2 separate regions of the Mus musculus genome follow, and region 1 is linked to region 2. The links are chromatin contacts, called in public HiChIP or PLAC-seq maps. All regions are on one chromosome and are shown on one strand. The core of a region is the stretch at or near the end of the contact, and the rest is flanking DNA. Distances in the headings are between cores, read along the strand shown.

Evidence for each region. HiChIP or PLAC-seq counts read pairs in DNA pulled down with a chosen protein or histone mark.
Region 1: a contact with region 2 is called in an H3K27ac HiChIP or PLAC-seq map of stem cell-derived neural progenitor cells. The contact joins the enhancer-like site here to the promoter of Ptn in region 2. A contact is called at or near these places in 2 of 39 promoter capture datasets (the 3T3-L1 cell line and neural stem cells), 10 of 484 Hi-C or Micro-C datasets (the 3T3-L1 cell line, the C3H10T1/2 cell line, the N1E-115 cell line and 6 more), 8 of 115 datasets of contacts at active chromatin or transcription factors (craniofacial prominence, embryonic stem cells, neural progenitor cells and 4 more) and 2 of 9 other capture datasets (adipose tissue and liver).

What each region holds. Positions count from the first base shown.
Region 1 is chr6:36,857,018-36,859,747 of GRCm38.p6, reverse strand. The region is part of intron 31 of Dgki (diacylglycerol kinase, iota); the gene reads left to right. Among named protein-coding and RNA genes, the nearest start is that of Gm52857, 45 kb to the left of the region's middle. Within about 2 kb of position 1,272, at least 62 of the 459 cell types and tissues checked have an H3K27ac peak or open chromatin away from gene starts, as enhancers often do. A contact at or near this core is called in cerebral cortex, embryonic stem cells, forebrain and 5 more, where this site is marked.
Region 2 is chr6:36,808,881-36,811,756 of GRCm38.p6, reverse strand. Ptn (pleiotrophin) reads left to right here and starts at 1,578. Exons shown (of 5, transcript NM_008973.3): 1 at 1,578-1,863.

The DNA.
Region 1 (2,730 bases), core at 23-2,522, 48 kb before region 2:
CCCAAGGAGCTAAAGGGATCTTCAACCCTATAGGTGGAACAACATTATGAACTAACCAGTACCCCTGAGCTCTTGACTCTAGCTGCCTATGTATCAAAAGATGGCCTAGTCGGCCATCACTGGAAAGAGAGGCCCATTGGACACGCAGACTTTGTGTGCCCCGGTACAGGGGAACGCCAGGGCCAAAGGGGGGGAGTGGGTGGGTAGGGGAGTGGGGGTGGGTGGGTAAGGGGGACTTTTGGTATAGCATTGGAAATGTAAATGAGCTAAATCCCTAATAAAAAAAAAAAAAAAAAAAAAAGAAAATGACAGAAATGTTTATGCTAAAGAAAATCTCTTGACATGCCTGTGCCCATGCATGTATCAGCTTGATGCTCCAATGGCTTCAGATAATAGAAATCCCACAGTTTTTTTTTCAAAGACCCTTTTACCAGGAGCCCACCATAGATGATTACTTGACACGGTTAAGAGCCAATTGAGAAGTCTTTATTCCAACCAGCCAGGGTATTTGGGATCTAAGTGTAACCTCAAGCATTTAGACCAAGTGGCTTTTAAAGGCAAAAACTATATCATAATATGTTGTTCAGTAGCTGCAGCAGGAGGTTTGTACAAGCAAGCAATTTAACAGAGGCTAAGATAAGTTAGGTGGGGCGTTGTGGTCTCAGGTCCTAGAATGCAGTTGGCTGGGTAATTTTCCAACGGATTCTCCATCAAGGAGATCAAATTCTAGTTAAATCTGAAATAGGCTAAGCAAAAATCCAAGATGGAGGCACGGCTTCACTGTCTTGTCCTGTCACATTCTGACTGTACCCAGCCTTTACTGACCATGGATCTGAGGAACTGCTGGGCTCTTTCAAGGTACCTACGTCATCTTCTGTGTGTTTCTTTGAGCTAGCCCTCAGCTCACAGCATGCTTCCTGCTTCGGGCTCCACTCTCCTTTGTCCCTTCATTGGATGCTTAGGGAGAGGAGTGTGGTCTGCAGTTAGGAGGACACCTTCTGATCCAGACCCCTGGGAGATGAGTTATCTCAAGCACCAGCAATCCCTGTCCTTCAGAGGCTCCTTTAAGATGGCCTCAGCTTGAGCTCTGAGTGGGCTGGCTGTGTGGTGTGTTCTGAGAAAGCCATAGGAGGCATCTTCCTTTGGACTTCTCTCTGACATGCAAAACACTGCTTTCTACTATTGAAAAAGCAAAAGCTGGAATCCAGGCATTTCAAGGCCTGAAAGCAAATAAGGAGGAGCCTGAGGGGGAACAATTCCAGAGACAGGGCAAGAGGCTGTGGATCCAGGGATTCCAGCAGAGACTCTCTCAGTGGTTCCTGCCTTTCAGCTCCTTTCAACCATCATTTTTATTGGCTGCCTCCCCCAATTCATCCCTCCAGGACTTTTGTGTGCTTTTCTTCCTTTACTACCCAGCATTCTAGTCCTTTGTTTTTATTCTCCATGTGCCCACCCTGCTGCCCCCTGCTGTTTCCCCAGATAGAAACCCCACTCACTGGTTTCCTCTTTATTTCAATAGGATATTTTGTCTTCTCTCCTTTTCTGACTTCGGTCTTTCTTTTCTGTTTTTTGTTTTTTTTAACCACCCTCCCCTCCCCCTCCTTTTTTTTTTTTTTTTTTTTTTTTTGGCTTCTGGTCCCAGAGAGAAAGGACTTGCATCCTGCTGAGACAGGATGACAGTGCTGTTAGCATTCCCAGTGCCTGCTCCCTCCACATCTGTGCAGCCTTTGTCCTGTGGCAGCGGAGGATTTGGAATGGTCTGTTGGCAGCATCAAGGAGACTCATGGGAAATGAGGTCCTGGGAGGGAGTCTGTTGGGCAATGGAAGAAAGAGCAGAGGGGATTTGGATGCATCAGTAGGAGGCAAATTAAAGAATGCGTGCTATAAAAGGCCAACATATAATGCATATACACTGCAGATGATAAAGTCATGTGAACAGGATGTGGGGTGGCTGAGTGAGAGTTCACAGATGTAGTGCAGAGTAGCAGGACTTTAAAAGTTTCTGTAGTGTGTGTGTGTGTGTGTGTGTGTGTGTGTATCTATTACGGCTTGAATATATATAGTGTTCTTCACAGGCTCGTGCATTTTTTCACATGTATGAGCACGTGGATCCCCAGCTGGTAGTGGTATTTTGAGCAGTTGTGAACCTTAAGATGCAGAAAGGATAGGTGGGGCTTGATGAAGAAAGGGCAGTCAGTGCTCCCTCATAGAGGAATTTCACCCTAGTCCTTCAATAAAGACTTCACACTTATCTTCTGGTACAGGATAGCTGTGAGATTAAAAACAAAAGACAAGAAAAGAACAAACAAGCAAACAAAAAAACAAAACAAAACAAAAGCCAACTAGAAGGGACAGAGCTGGAAGGATTCTCTGTCAGTTACTTTTCTAATGCTGTGATGAAAACCATGACAAGGCAACTTATAGAAGAACGGGTAATTGGGCTTACAGTTCTAGGTTAGAGCCCATCATAGAAGTGAAATGCCGTCACTTGGGCAGGCATGGCAGCTGGGGCATGGTGCTGAGAACTCATGTCCTCAACTGCAAACATGAGGCAGAGAGAACAAACTGAAGGAGGAGGGGGCTTTGTGAACCTCCAGTCTGCCCTCAGTGATGCACTTTCTCCAGCAAATATGTAACATCTAAGCCTCCCCAAATAACATCACCAACTGGTGACCAAGTATGAACATGACTGAGACTGAGAGCAGCTTATCACTTCTACCACCACAGAGG
Region 2 (2,876 bases), core at 329-2,828:
TATATGTTGAAGCAGCAAATGAGATAGAACTGACATCATGAGACTCTCATGCTTGCTTTACCAACACCAGAAACAAGCACCATAATTAATCTGGCATGGTCTACTGAACTGACAGTAGGAATATGCTAAAGATGAAGATAAAATTAAGGGGCAAAAAGGAAAGTCTTTCTGTCATCTTCTTAGCTCACTGTGGAACTGTAGGAAATGGTGAACTTTTCTCACAGTAAAGAAAGCTTATGAGTAGTTCATGATGTACACAGGTGACACCAGATGAACACTCACATGGACTGTTTCATGGCAAAGATGAACTTTCAAACAGGGATGTGCATAGCCTGGGAGTTGGTCTTGAGGAAGGCATGTGCAATTTGTGTGTGGAAAGGTGGTTTAGCAGAAGAGACTGTAAAGAATACAGATCAGGTGTAAATGTGAATTTCTGTCCATTTTTTCGTTGGAGGGCGGGGTGGGGGGAGGGGCAGAAACGAAGATTAGTGGACTAAAAGCTCTACTCCTGCAGGGTCACCTTTGTCCCTCGATTACTCTTGGACATTGGTACAGGTAACAGCCAATAGAAGACTCCTAGTCCTTAAAACCACTTGCCATAACCAATGGCTGTAATTTTAGGAAAGGAGTGGTCTTAAGATGTGAGGGCTTAAAACACCCTACGGAATCCATAGGATCTGTAAGTTGAGTTGAAGAGATGTATCTTTGGTGAGAAATTGGAGCCAGTTTTATAATTTGACCGTGTTTGGGCAAATTGGGGTTTTACTCCATCTTTTCTGGTCAGTTTCTATGTGTGACTCAAAACTGTCACTTTGCTCTCCTTGGTTAAAGGAGAGGAAGGTCTCAGGAAGCCAGGAAGCCCACTCTAATTCTTACAAACCCCAGAGCTTGAGCCACACTGATTACCCCCCTGTGTTCTTTGCCAAGAGCATGCCACAAAATATGTGACCCGAAGGCATCGAAGAAGCCAAGAATGGAAAAATTCCCTAAAGGAAAGTGACATTTAATTGGGAAATTTCAGAGATCTGTCACTCCTAGTGACAACCCAGAAAAAACTGCTTTGCAGCTTTGTGACTGGAGGTGAGCTGCAACTGTCAGCTGAAGTTAGCAGGGACTCCCTGCAGGGAGGCCTTTAGGGGCGGAGAGCAAGGGACAGCTGCCTTTGCACATGGCTCCCCCAATCTCGAATAGAATATCGTGTGTGTGTGTGTGTGTGTGTGTGTGTGTGTGTGTGTGTGTGTGTGTGTGTGTGTGTTTAAAGCTGTACCAAAACTGTAGTTTAAAATGCTGTCAATTTTCCAATTAAGATATCCAGCTTGATAAGCCGAGCTATGGACCCATGGGAGGGGGAGAAAAACATGGTTCTTGGGAGTTTGTACAAAAAATATGGTGCTGGGTGGGTGCTAAGAACAAACGGTCTTATAACCCATGGTCTTTCTACACAGATCCGTTTGGGGAAAGACTGCCCCCAGAGTAGCCTGCTTTTCATAAGCTTCCCAATCAGATTTCGGGGGCAAAGCACTCCCCTCCTCCCTCGCACAGCCTGCTTCTTCTCTCTGCCCTCTCTCGTCCCTCCCATTCTCTATTTCCCTCCCCGGCAGGGTGTAGTTGAGTGAAGGCAGGATCAGGTTCCCCGCCTACCCGTCCAAATATCCCGCCAAGGAAGCCCCAGAGCACAAGAAAACCCAAAGTGGAGAGAGGGGAAGAAAGAAAGCACTGAGTCATCCATCCAGAAGGGGGGAGAGCAGAGCGCAGCCGCCCAGGCAGGAGCATCAGCCAGCGATACCTGGAGTCTGCAGAAACCTCGCCCGCACTTTGCAACAAAGGCAGCCAGCTAGTCAGCGAGGACCTCTGCAAGCCAAAGTAAGTGCAAGATACCCTGTGGTTTTCTCCAAAGGGTCTCTGGTGCAGTGTGCCTACCCCCCAAAGCCACTTTTCTGGTAGCCTGCAGTACGTGGAGGGGGTTGGAGCAGGAGAGAGGCTGCCTGGAGTCCGCTAAATAGGACTGCTTTTAAAAACGGACTTGCTCCAGAAGGCAAAACAGCCGAAAGGAAATTTTGGGGGGAATGAGCTAAGTAACCTAGCATGTGCTTGGATGGGAAGAAGGAAAGCAGCTTTTGGGCTGTGGAGAGTGCATGGGGACCGAATTCCTGCTACCTGCCAGAGCATGCAAAGCGCGGGAGAGGGCACATTTGTGCTCTTTGTAAAACCTGGAGCTTTGGTGGGTGTGTCTGGCCCAGTAGGCATGAGAGAGAAGAAAGGGTGTATCAGTAGACAGGTCTCATTTCCTACCTCCACTTCTCAGGTTGCCCTAGAGCTTGCCAACTGCCAATTGCTGCCCGCTCTAGGTGTGGTACATGCCTGGCAGCCTGCCCCTCCTGTGTCTGCTGATGGAGAAACATCTCCGCCAGAGCAGCCTGCACTCCCTAGCCTGCCCACGAGCCCAGAAACGCTTCTAGAAACAGTTCAGTCCAAAGTTTCAAAGGCACACTTTGGAGTCTACCTTTGCTTGGTTGGGATGCCAACTGGCATAGAAGCACTTACGTTTTCAGTTGTATCCAAATAAGCCAGGGTTGTGGTAAAGACGAGTTTGGCAGACACCCGGAATTTCTGAGGTGATATTCCAGTTGTTTCCATAATATATTTTGAGAAGAAAAGTCACTTCTTTTGTGCATAAAACATAACCTTTCCTCTCTTCTAAAATATGTGTGTGTGCATGCGCACACACACATGCACACACACACGCACACACACACACACACACACACACTTCTATGGGATCTGATGTGGCATATAAATACAAGAGCACACATGTAACTCACATACAGATTGCTAACTAGTTCTTGTCTCCTTAGTAATAAGGACTTTGGAGCTGT